Linked DNA regions of Rattus norvegicus: region 1 is linked to region 2. A link is a contact called in public Hi-C data. All regions are on one chromosome and are shown on one strand. The core of a region is the stretch at or near the end of the contact, and the rest is flanking DNA. Distances in the headings are between cores, read along the strand shown. Region 1 holds the start of Elfn2 (extracellular leucine-rich repeat and fibronectin type III domain containing 2). Region 2 overlaps Elfn2 (extracellular leucine-rich repeat and fibronectin type III domain containing 2).

Region 1 (5,845 bases), core at 335-2,834, 43 kb after region 2:
GAGTGCAGAGCCCTGAGAAGTGCCTTTAAGTACCACATGTATTCGAAGCTGACTGAGATTCCAAGCAGTGTCCCTGGCTCATTCTCCTTGGTCATGCCTGACACACAGAGGCCTCGCAGCCTCTGTCCTCCACACAATCTTTCCAAGTACGCAGATTCACACAGAGAGACGCACAGACACACACAAGCTCTATCCCCTCCAAACATTCCAAGGAAGCCCTGCTGGGCCACAGATTGTGTGTGTGTGTGTGTGTGTGTGTGTGTGTGTGTGTGTGTGTGTGTGTCTATGTCTGTGTGGCAGTGGGGGATCTATCCTGAGTCAACAGACATCCCTTCTCACATGCATATACCACCCCACCAGCCAACACACCCACCTTCTGCCCCCTCCTAGCCAGTAGCAGTCTACACACACACACACACACACACACACACACACACACACACACCACTAGGCAGTGGTGGGGCTCAGTCAGAGCTGCAGTCTGTCGATTTATGCTGGTGCTTCTGTGCTTGTCCCACACCAGCCCTGCCGAGAAAAAAAAAATCCAAGCCCTTGCAAGGGTTCCAGTGTACCCTAACTCTGGTTCCCCTACTAAATTCACAGTGCCCCTGAGAGATAAGGGGACTAGCCGCATGCCCGGTCCTCTCCTCCTAGGCCAGCCATCTAGCCACCCCGTTAACCCCCACCCCACCCCCCTTACCAGTGAGATGAATTCCTTGACCCGCCACGACTCAGTGAAAAGCGGGCTGGAGCTCTGGTTCGCCAAAATGGGGGCCAGATAGGTGCGGTGTGGCACTGGCTAGCAAAACCGTCCTCCACCAAGCTTCTGCATCACCACCGGGAAAATGTTCACCTCGACGCTCGTCCTCCCTGCCCTCCCACCAAGCCTCCGCCCAGCCTCTCCCCCACCACCTTGCGCAGGGTGGTCCCTTGGGGGTCTTACGGGGATCCCCAGACCAAGAAGAACCCGGAGTGGCTCTCCCTGGCTCATCTCTGCTCCCGGGTCCCTTTCCAAGCCCCACCCCCGCTGGCGGCCAGGGAGCCCTCAGCTCAGCACGGATTCCCAGGGTCTCCGCCAGCCGCCTGCAGCGCTCGGATCCGGAGGAATCCACTCACCTCCAGTCCCGACTGGGATCCGAGAGGGATGCCACCGCCTCCGGGCAGCGGCTGCTGCGGGGCCTGCGCCGGAGAGCGAGCGTGAGCGCGGGTGCGAGTGTGCGCGGCGGCCGGCCGTGGCTCTGTGCGTGTCGTGTGTCTGTGGCGTGGCCCGGGCGTGTGTGTCTGTGAGCGTGCGTGTGCGCGCAGACACTGCCACCCCCGCCTCCCGCCGCGCAGGGCTGCAGCCCGCAGAGGGCCCGGGTGCTGGGCGGAGGACTTCAGGGGATGGTGATCACTGCGTCTGTCCGTCCGTCCGGCTCTGTAGCCGGATCCCTTCACAGGCCTCTCCGCTGCAGACCCTCCTGCCCCTCCGCCGTCTGCTTCCACAGCCACAAGCGCGCTCCCAGACACACGCCACGAGGCGGGGGCCGCGCTGGGCTCTGGCGCTACTGCAGCTGCAGCGCCCTGTGAGGTGGCTGCACCGCGGACCGCCAAGCCCCGGGCACCCGCCGAGCGCGCCCCCCGGCCCCGCCCCGCCTCGGCCACCTCTCTCCAGGCTGTGTCTCAGTTCACCCCACTACTGCCTCCTCCAGTTCATTCAACAGCTGGAGGCTAAGTTGCCCCGGGTGCAGCGCCCCACTCGAGGACAACCTCATCCCCAATCCCCCCACCTCCCTGCACCCCTTTCCGCCTACTCCCTGACCCGGTGTTCCGCGCCTAACCACTGGAGAGCACTGCGGTGGGGCTGCTGCGTTCCCATTTTGCAGGCGGGGCAGCTGAGGTGGGTGAGCAGAGTGCTTGCTCAAAGTTAACACAGCGTTAACACAGAGTTCGCGGCGTCTCTCAATTCTCCCTGCCTCCAAACCAAGGCACTTGGCTACCTCTCGTTGCCTTACCCCATCCCCGGGAGGATACTGGGCTCTATGGCCACACAGAGAAACTTCCTAAGGCCTTCCTGGCTCTGCATCAAACACACCCACCCACCACCACCACCACCACCGCCACCACCTGCAAGGGGGTCTCCTTGCACGGCAGCGGTAGGGAGAGGCTCTGCACTAGGAGCTGGGCACATCAGCAGCTGGTGGGAGTCTGGGCTGGTGTCAGGAGTCTCCTCCAGCCTCTGTGACCCGCCAACCCAGACAGTTGATCTCTGCCGCCGCCAAGCTTTCTGCTTCGCAATCACTTTTCCGGGCGCATTCACCAGTGCCTGTCCTCAGGTGGTGCACAGCAGCTCAGTCCGGCTGCTGGAACTCCTAACAAGGATGTCTCCTGCAGGCCTAGGCTGAATCTGGACAGATGAATGGGAGCTGATGGGTAGGAGTTGCTCAGCTGATGGGTAGGAAGTGGAGAAGGGTATCCCAGGCTGCGGGAACAACATGTGCAAAAGTCACAGAGGCGGAAAACATCCTGGTGTATCAAGTACAGAGGGACCCGCGGAGTTGGATATTACTAGAGCAGAAAGAACTGCTGTTCAGAAACATCTCCCTCTTGTCATCCGAGGACAGGAAAGCAGCCCAGGATAGGGCCAAAAGGGTAGATAAGTGCTGAGACCCAGGCCACCTGTTAAATCACAATTCAGAGAGACTGTGGGAGTGTCTCACCTCTAAGCCTCCCGACCTGTACCTTCTTGGGTTCCAGGGACATTCCTTCCTATCTATCCTTCAGGCCTTTCTTGCAGACCCAAAGAAGCCCGAACGCTGCCTCCACCTTCTAACCTAATCCCCTTCCCCAAAAGGGACCAGAAGAGCTCAGGGTTCCCCACCCGAGGCTGGGCACCGAGGTGGGTCTAGCTCCACGCGCACGCAAACACACACACACACACAGCCCCACCATCCCCCACCCCACTATCACCCCACCCCACCCCCGCCAGGCCCGCTTCTGAAGAGACAGCTGCCCCTGCGCCCTCTGGTGGATCAAATACGCAACTGCAGAAAACTCCCTGTGGCTCGCGTGTGCTCAGAGGTGGGCACTGGCAGAGGCCTACTAAATCCGCCCTGACCCAAGACATTGAGCAATAACTCCGGAGAGCACCAGGCATGGAATTACAAAGTGACATTTCTGATTCATCTGAATGAGTTTCCAGTCATCAGCCAGAGTGAGAGTCACACCCGTGCCACCCCCGCCCCCATCCCCCACCCCCAGCCTCAGTTTCCTCCTGAAGGAAATGGTTAAGTCCCAGCCAGTCCTTACCGGTACACTCTCTTCTCTCCTGGGGCCTGCGGAGCTGGCTAGACTCACTCAGCAGTAGTTTTGGGCTTCCATGTTTCCCACATTCCCGCTTTGAAGACTGGCCCTTTCAGGGCAGAGATAAGCTGTTACCACTTTCCCTCTCTGAGCTCTGTTGATGCACCACACAGATGGATGACATTGGCCGGCGCTGGGGTGGGGGTCATTGTGGACCACACCATCTGGTTCCTTGAGTGTGCCTTCTCTACACCCGCACTGTCCAATGGAACGTTCTACTACGGTGGAAGTGATTTAAGGAACCACTAACCTCGTGGGGCTACTGTGTGGTTAAAACCGTGGCTTCTACAACTGCCGAACACACTTATCTTTTTTATTTTGATTGATTTAAACTTAAGTGGCCACGTGTGGCTTGTGGCTACCATGTTAGTGAAAATTCGGGTACACAGCAACCTCCTCATTGAAAAAGCCCAGAGGGGGGGGGGAGGCGGGAGAGGGAGGGAGGGAGGGGGAGAGAGAGAGAGAGAGAGAGAGAGAGAGAGAGAGAGAGAGAGCGAGCGTTTGAGCGCTTGGTGTGAGTGTGCACACCAGGACCCTGAACAATTTATAGATCCAATGCAGTTTCCATAAAAATTCCAACACATTTCTTAATAGACCTTGGCAGAGCAAATTTCCAACTTCATATGGAAAACAAAAACAAAACAAAAAACAAACAAACAAACAACAACAACAACAAAAACAGGCTAGCTAAAATGACCCTGGACAATAAAAGAACTTCCTGAGGCATCACCATCCCTGACCCCAAGCTGTGCTACAGAGCAATAGTGATAAACACTGCACAGTACTGGTATAGGAAAAGACATGTTGAAAGTGGGATCAAATTGAAGACCCTGAAATAAACCCACACACCTATGGATAACCGATGCTTGATAAAGAAGGCAAAACTATACAATGGAAAAAGAAAACATCTCCAACCAATGGTGCTGGTCTAACTGGATGCCTGCATGCAGAAGATTGCAAATGGATCCTTATCTATCACCTGCACAAAACTCAAGTCCAAGTGGATCAAGGACCTCAACATAAAACCACATACAGTAAGTCTAATAGAACAGAAAGAGGGGAGTAGCCTTGAACTCACTCACTGGTACAGGAGACAACTCCTGAACAGAACACTAGTGGCTCAGGCTCTAAGATCAACAACTGATAAATGGGACCTCGTGAAACTGAAAAGCTTCTGAATGGCAAAGGACAAGATGGCAGCCTACAGATCAGGAAAGGATCTTCTCCTACATCAACAGAGGACTAATATCCAAAATTTATAAAGAACTCAAGAAGTTTGACACCAGCAACCCAAATAACCCAATTAAAAAATGGGGGGCAGAGCTACACAGAGAATTCTCAACAGAGGACTCCCCAATCCCAGAGAAGCAAAAAAAGAAATGCTCAAACTCCAGGGAAATGCAAACAAAATCGACTCTGAGATTCCATCTCACAGAACGGCCAAGATCAAAAACTCAAGGGACAGCACATGCTGTCGAGGATGTGGTACAAGGGACCCTCTTTCCTCCATTGTTGGTGGGGGTGCAAACTTGTACCATCACTGGGGATTTCTCAGAAAACCAGAAACATTCACCTCAAGACCCAGGTTGTGGGTGTGGGGTGAGACAAAGATGGATATCAGCGTGTCCCCGATCTGGGCTGGGCCTTCTCATTGGTCACCTGGTCTCCTATAACAGCCCCCTCTTCCTCTCTTGCATGTTTAAGCAATCCAGAGGTGGCCCGCAGCCCAGGCAGGGATGCAGATGTGGTCTTAGAAAGATGCCAAGTGAGTGGCACCAGCTGCCTGAAGTTCTCACTGGGTCAGCTGGGGATGTCTGCCTCAAGTGTAACTGCTGGGGCCTGTGCTAAGTCTTCTCTCCTAGAGAATGGAATCCAAACTCTCCACTTTGCTTTCTGTCCTGGCTAGTCTGGTGGCAATTCGACAGTTAGAGTTTTCTGGAAGGAAGGAATGGCAATTGAGAAATGAATGCCTCCGTAAGGGCTGCCTGTCAGGCACCTTCCTAGTTAGCAACTCATGGGGAGGGCCCAGCCCTTTGCAGATGGGGCCACCCCTGGGCTGGTGGTCCTGGGTTCTATAAGAAAGCAGGCTGAGCAAGCCATGATGAGGGAGCCTCCTCCATGGCCTCTGCTTCAGCTCCTGCCTCCGGGATCCTGCCCTGCTTGAGTTCCTGCCCTCACTGCTTTTGATGATGAAGTGTTCTGTGGCACTGTGAGTAAAGAAACCCTTTCCTCCCTAAGTTTCTTTTGGCCATAGTGCTCCATCACAGCCATAGACACCCTGAGGCATTCTCACGGGTCCTTAGAAGGTGGACCCCGGCATCTTTCAGCATCCCTCCGAACACATGGCACATTTTCTATGGGCCAGCAGCACAAGGTTGGCGCTTTCCAGAACACACCACAAATCCTTCATCCCAGACTCTGTCCTTCCTGAGGATTTTCCTCCTCTCCGCTCCCTGACAGACCCTTCCTCCATGCCTCCTGCTAGGCTATCTAGCACAGGGCA
Region 2 (5,162 bases), core at 2,310-4,809:
AGACCTTGGCGCTCTTGATGGAGCCACTGGAGGACACGCTGCAGGTCTTGCGGGTCACTGCGGCATCAGCACTCAGCTGGCGCTGCAGCGGGTGGTGGGAGCTCTCCTTGTAGGGGGGTGACAGGAAGCTGGGCCGCTCCAGCGCCCCAGGAGTGGCAGTCGAGGAGGCAGCAGTAGCTGCAGGGAGGGACTGGCACTCGAAGGCCAGATCAGAGTCCCCACCGCCACTGCCGCCCCCAAGGAAAGAGGCGGAATCCAGCTTGAGGGCGTCTATGCAGTTGTTAATGATCTGGTTGACCTTGTCCACTTCCTTGGCGATGGTGGAGATCTCAGCTGCCGAGCCCTGGCCGTTCTCGATTTCTGGGAGATCATCCTCAGGCCGGGCCAGGCTGTCCCCTGCAGCACCTGTGCGCACCTCAATATAGTTGCCTTTGGTAGCCACCTTGGGTGTGTCTAGCCCGGCCTCCAGACCCTTGGAGGCGGGCAGTTTCTCCCCAATCATGGAGGGAATAGAGGACATTCTGGCCACGGGCAGTACCGGTGGCTCAACCAGCTTTTGTGCAGCATGCACTATGGAGCCAGCATCCACATCGGCACCATAGCGCATCTCTAAGATAGTCTTCTTGACGTTGACGGACTTCTGCTGCTCCTCTTGCATGCGCCGCTTGCGCAGGCAGTAGTAGACAGCCCCCAGCACGATGACCATGCCAAACAGGCAGCCCAGGATGGTCATGATATAGTGCGTGGTGGTGGAGGTGCTGGGGACCTGATCCCCAGGCACAAGGTCCCGAGTGGTGAAGGTCAGACAGGTGTGGTTGAAGCGGCGGCTGTTACGCAGCGAGGTGACACAGAAGGTGTACTCGGTGTGCGCCCGAAGCTTGTCCAGCGTCACGATCTCCTTCTTGTTCTTGAGGGTCATGACATCAGAGAAGTAGCTGTTGTTGTACTGGACCAGCACATACATCTTGCTGTAAGGGTGTGGGATGATGACAACCAAGGTGGCCGAGGTGAAGGTGACTTGGTGCAGCTTGATGGCTGGCCCAGCAGATGCATCCGTGGTGGACGAGGCCGGCGGCTCCACTGAGAGGATTTCGTCAGGATTGAAGCCTGAGTTCTCATCAGGCTCCCTCTGAGCATCCGTGGAATAGGGTGTGGGGTGACTCACAGGCCGGGCAGGCATTGAGCCATTGCGGCACTTGGCCTGCAGGACGGTAATGGCATTGAGGCTGTGGTAAGGTCGAGGCACCAGCAGTGGGTAGCCAGCAAACTCCCTCGGTGACTCACACTGCAGGCGGTCGTAGTTCTTGGTGACATTGTTGAAGACCACAAGCCAGGCTAGGAAGCCGAAGAGGTCACACTCACAGTTAAAGGGGTTGCCGGCCAGCTCACACACCATCAGACTGGCCAGGCTGGCAAAGGTGGCGCCATCCAGACGGCTGAGGCGGTTGGAGGACAGGTCAATGCTGATGAGGCTGGGGCACTCGGAGAAGGCGGTGGGCGTCACCACCTCAATGAGGTTGTGCTGGACGAAGAGGAACTGCAGGCGGCTCATGCCTCGCAGCATCCCCTCAGTCAGGTTGCTGAGCCGGTTGTAGCCCAGCTGCAGGACCTGCAGGCTCGTCTGGCCCAGGAAGGCACCATCCTCAATATAGGAAATCTCATTCTTGGTGAGGTTGAGGTCCGTGAGGTTCCCGAAGCGATTGAGTGAGGAATAGAGCACGGCCTTGAGCTTATTCTCGTTGAGACGCAGGTCATGCACAGTGCTGTTGATGTGCTGGGGGATGGTCTCATATGGCGGCTGGTTCTGGCTGCAGATGGCCAGCCACACGTAGCCCTTGTCCCCCTCGATGAGCCAGCAGTCCGCGTGCACAGCACCTGGCTGACACACACACAGCAGCGCTGCTGCACACAGCCCCAGGCGCAGCATGGCCCAGGCTTTGGCCCCTTAGAGGCCCCGCTGGGGTGAAGGGCCAGAGCACAGAGAGGCCTAGCAGCCAGAGGCTGGAGCTGGTAGCACAGTCCTCCCCGGAGCTGCCACCATCTTGGGGGTGACCCCCAGCATGGGGGCCTTGGGCAGGACGGGAACAGCTGGCGCCTGCTGCTCTGAAGGGCTACGAGCAGCAGGCAGTGGGTGTTGTGACTCCAGGTTCCTGCTGGAAAGGTATGCAGGGTTTCAGGCTTTGACGTCTTCTTCTTCCTCCTCTTCCTTCCCCTTCCCCTTGGGTTCCAGGCTCAGACCTTCAGGCAGTTCCCACAGGAAGCAGGAGTGTAACACTGAGGGATGCTGAGCAATGGAGACAGGAAGAAGTCCATCTGTCCCTGCAAGGTAGCATCAAAAGATGGTGACAGATTAGCATGAGGGGCTGGACCCACCCCTTCAGGGTCCAGCATACTCCCCCATCCCTCTTTTATACCCTTTTAGAACCAAGGACTCTTGTGCCAGCAAGGACCCCAGGACCCCTGCTTCCATAAAGCAAAGGAAGGCTAGGGTGACAAGGCGGGAAGGAGAGACTCGGGAGAGTTACCGTGTGTAGGGGCGGACTGAGCACCAAGACAGAGGAGGAAGATTGGAGAGGATCGGGTGGGCACAAGCGCATGGCCACCCACCCTCCAGTGCATACTTGGCACGCAGTGTCCACATGCAACTGCTGGCCTGCACAAAGCCCATGAATCCAAAGCTGCATGGGCTACACATGGGAGGCACACACACACACACACACACACACACACACACACATACACACACACACACCTCCCTACCATCTGTGTACATGACAGACATGTCCACACATCCAAGTGGGCACCCCCAAATCCGGATAAGAATTAAGAAGCCCAGTGAAATGCCTCGTTCTCCATGCCCAAAGATAAATAATTCATTTGTTGTGTAACTGCTCTTGTTCCAAAAATAATTCCCTTGTCTCAGCTTCCATGGGGGAGGGGAGCAGAACGGGCTGGCAGTGGGCCTCCCTTGTGGTGGGGGTGTAAGGGCCAGGGTCTCTGCAGAAGGAGGGCTGGTTCTGTGGGCAGGACTAAGCCAAAGGAGGAGGGGCAAGAGTGAAGAACTCTAGCCCACTCCCTAGCAGAAGACTGCTGGGGAAGGTGCATGAATTCCAAAGGGGGTTCAGGACTTGGGACCACCTCACGTCCTTCTGGAGTCAGAGAAGGATGAGGCTTTGTACCAAGTAACACAGCAAAGCTGGGTCAGGATCAAGGTTCCTAAGACACTGACAGTCACCATGGAGCCAAGGGGCCCTGTCCGCCTGATGAGCTGGGTAAACAGCACTGTCTCTTAGCTACCTCACTCCTGCAGTGTGGGGGAAGCCAGCAGCCCTTTCCTGGGCCGTTTGATGGGAAGTGTCAAGGTGCAATTTGGCTGCTCATCCTGGGACACAGAAGACTGAGCAGCAGCGGGGGGTCACAGCCCGTAGCCCATCTGATTCATCCTTTACTTGCCCATGAGGAAACCAAGTTCCAAAGCGCTGGGGAGATTTGGCTGGGTACCGTGCAAGCTGCACACAGCCAGACCTGGCGCCAGCTCACACCCTGCACTCCAGACTCCAGAAACTATGATGGCCCTAGACAGTTGCATTCCAGCAAGGACAAAAGGTGGTCAGAGAGATCCACATTTGTTCCGGAAAGCCACAACAGTGTCCACAAGAGCCACCTCCACCCCCTGCTCCTCCTCCAGGGAGACTCTAGGAAAGAGCGCTTTGAAAAAAAAAAATGTCTAGACTTTGTGTTAAAGTGAAGCCAATTTAAAGCTGTGAGCAGCAGAGGAGAAAAGGGAGGGAGGCATGTGAATGCACCCAGAGGAGGCTCCAGGGGCCGTGCATGCCGCAGAGCTAGGTGATAAGGTCTAACCTGGATCAAAGGCTGGCTCTGTAGCAGGACGGGAACCTTAGAGGCCAGCCTGACATACCTTTCTCCCCACTGTGGGGCCAAGTGTGGGAGTCACAAGGCTGCCCAGGCAGCTGACAGTCCTCCACCCTCACCCACACCACACAACGCTCTCATAGCCGAAGACTTTGGCTCCTCTGACACATAGCCTCCATTTCCCACCAGCAGCCAGATCGTCGTGGAGGGGGGTAAGTCCTCTCTCAGTTGCTGTCTTGAGAAGCAGGAACCAGCCTGTCTGAGAGCCCTCGGCCTGTAATAGTGGTTCACCCTCAGTCTGGGGACCACATTGATATGCAGGTGCACACACAGGTGTGCAGCTGGCTCGGTGCAGACACAAGGGCACTGATGTATACACCGAGATGGCATGCAGGTTGGCACAGACGCAGGAGTATGTGTGTGCACACAGGACAGCAATGGTTAACCATGGGGCCACATGCTGGTGTGTGCAACGGTGGCAGGCATTCTTGTCTGTGGCCTTGGAAACGCAGCCAATTACTCCCCACTCAATGCTACCTAAGCACATGTATGTTGCTCATACATGTGTGTGTGCGCACATGCTTACACCACCAGCCATACACAGAGCCCCTCCCCCTGCTCAGATCTAAGCTAACACATCACTTTAGCCCACAGCTGAGGAAAGCCCAGGTGAGGCAGAGGATAGGAAGGAGCCAAGAGAGGGGGCAGAAAACGGCCCTGGTTTGGAGAGGTGCGCTGGTTCCCCGGCTCTGCCCTTCCAATCAGGCAAGGGTAGGCGGAATGCCCCATAGTGTCCCCCCCCAGCCCTCAAGGTGACCCTGAAGTGGCCCTCTCCTGCTCCTCTGCTCCCCAGGCTGGTTTGGGCTGGGGCCCAGCGCCTACTCTCCCTGTGACGCATGCACGGTGGGGAGGAGGCTCCCAGCACAGTGTCCCGTATGCGTCAGTTGCCCTGTCCTCATCCTGGGCTGTCTGCCCACCACCCGTTGAGGCCTGGTGCAGCCACGGGAAGGACAAGGCCACAAAGGCGCTGACTGCAGCACTTGGCCCCCTGCCCAGCTGCTCGCCAGATCAAGGTGCAGGTGTGCAGGGGATGGGTGTGAGGGTCTCAGGGTCAAATATACAAGGTCAGCCTCCCGTGCTCCTAGGAGGGTGCTCCTGGAACACAAACATCCCTGGGAGGAAGGAGAAAGGAAGCTATGGAGACAAACAAGCACGTCCAACAGGACTGACCACAGGGAGGGAGGTGACAGGCTTGGGTATGACCCGTGTACCTGCTGCCTACCTCCCAA

Evidence for each region. Hi-C and Micro-C count contacts between places; a contact is called where the count stands out from the background.
Region 1: a contact with region 2 is called in a Hi-C map of frontal cortex, with 2.2 times the contacts expected there. The contact joins the promoter of Elfn2 here to the enhancer-like site in region 2. A contact is called at or near these places in 2 of 12 Hi-C or Micro-C datasets (frontal cortex and hepatocytes).

What each region holds. Positions count from the first base shown.
Region 1 is chr7:112,151,696-112,157,540 of GRCr8, forward strand. It overlaps Elfn2 (extracellular leucine-rich repeat and fibronectin type III domain containing 2), which reads right to left and starts at 1,585. Exons shown (of 2, transcript XM_006242041.5): 1 at 1,117-1,585.
Region 2 is chr7:112,107,017-112,112,178 of GRCr8, forward strand. It overlaps Elfn2 (extracellular leucine-rich repeat and fibronectin type III domain containing 2), which reads right to left. Exons shown (of 2, transcript XM_006242041.5): 2 at 1-2,319. The coding sequence starts at 1,927. LOC102549375 (a long non-coding RNA gene) reads left to right here. Exons shown (of 4, transcript XR_593647.4): 2 at 2,231-2,326; 3 at 2,423-5,162. Among named protein-coding and RNA genes, the nearest start is that of Elfn2, 44 kb to the right of the region's middle. Within about 2 kb of position 3,560, at least 31 of the 93 cell types and tissues checked have an H3K27ac peak or open chromatin away from gene starts, as enhancers often do.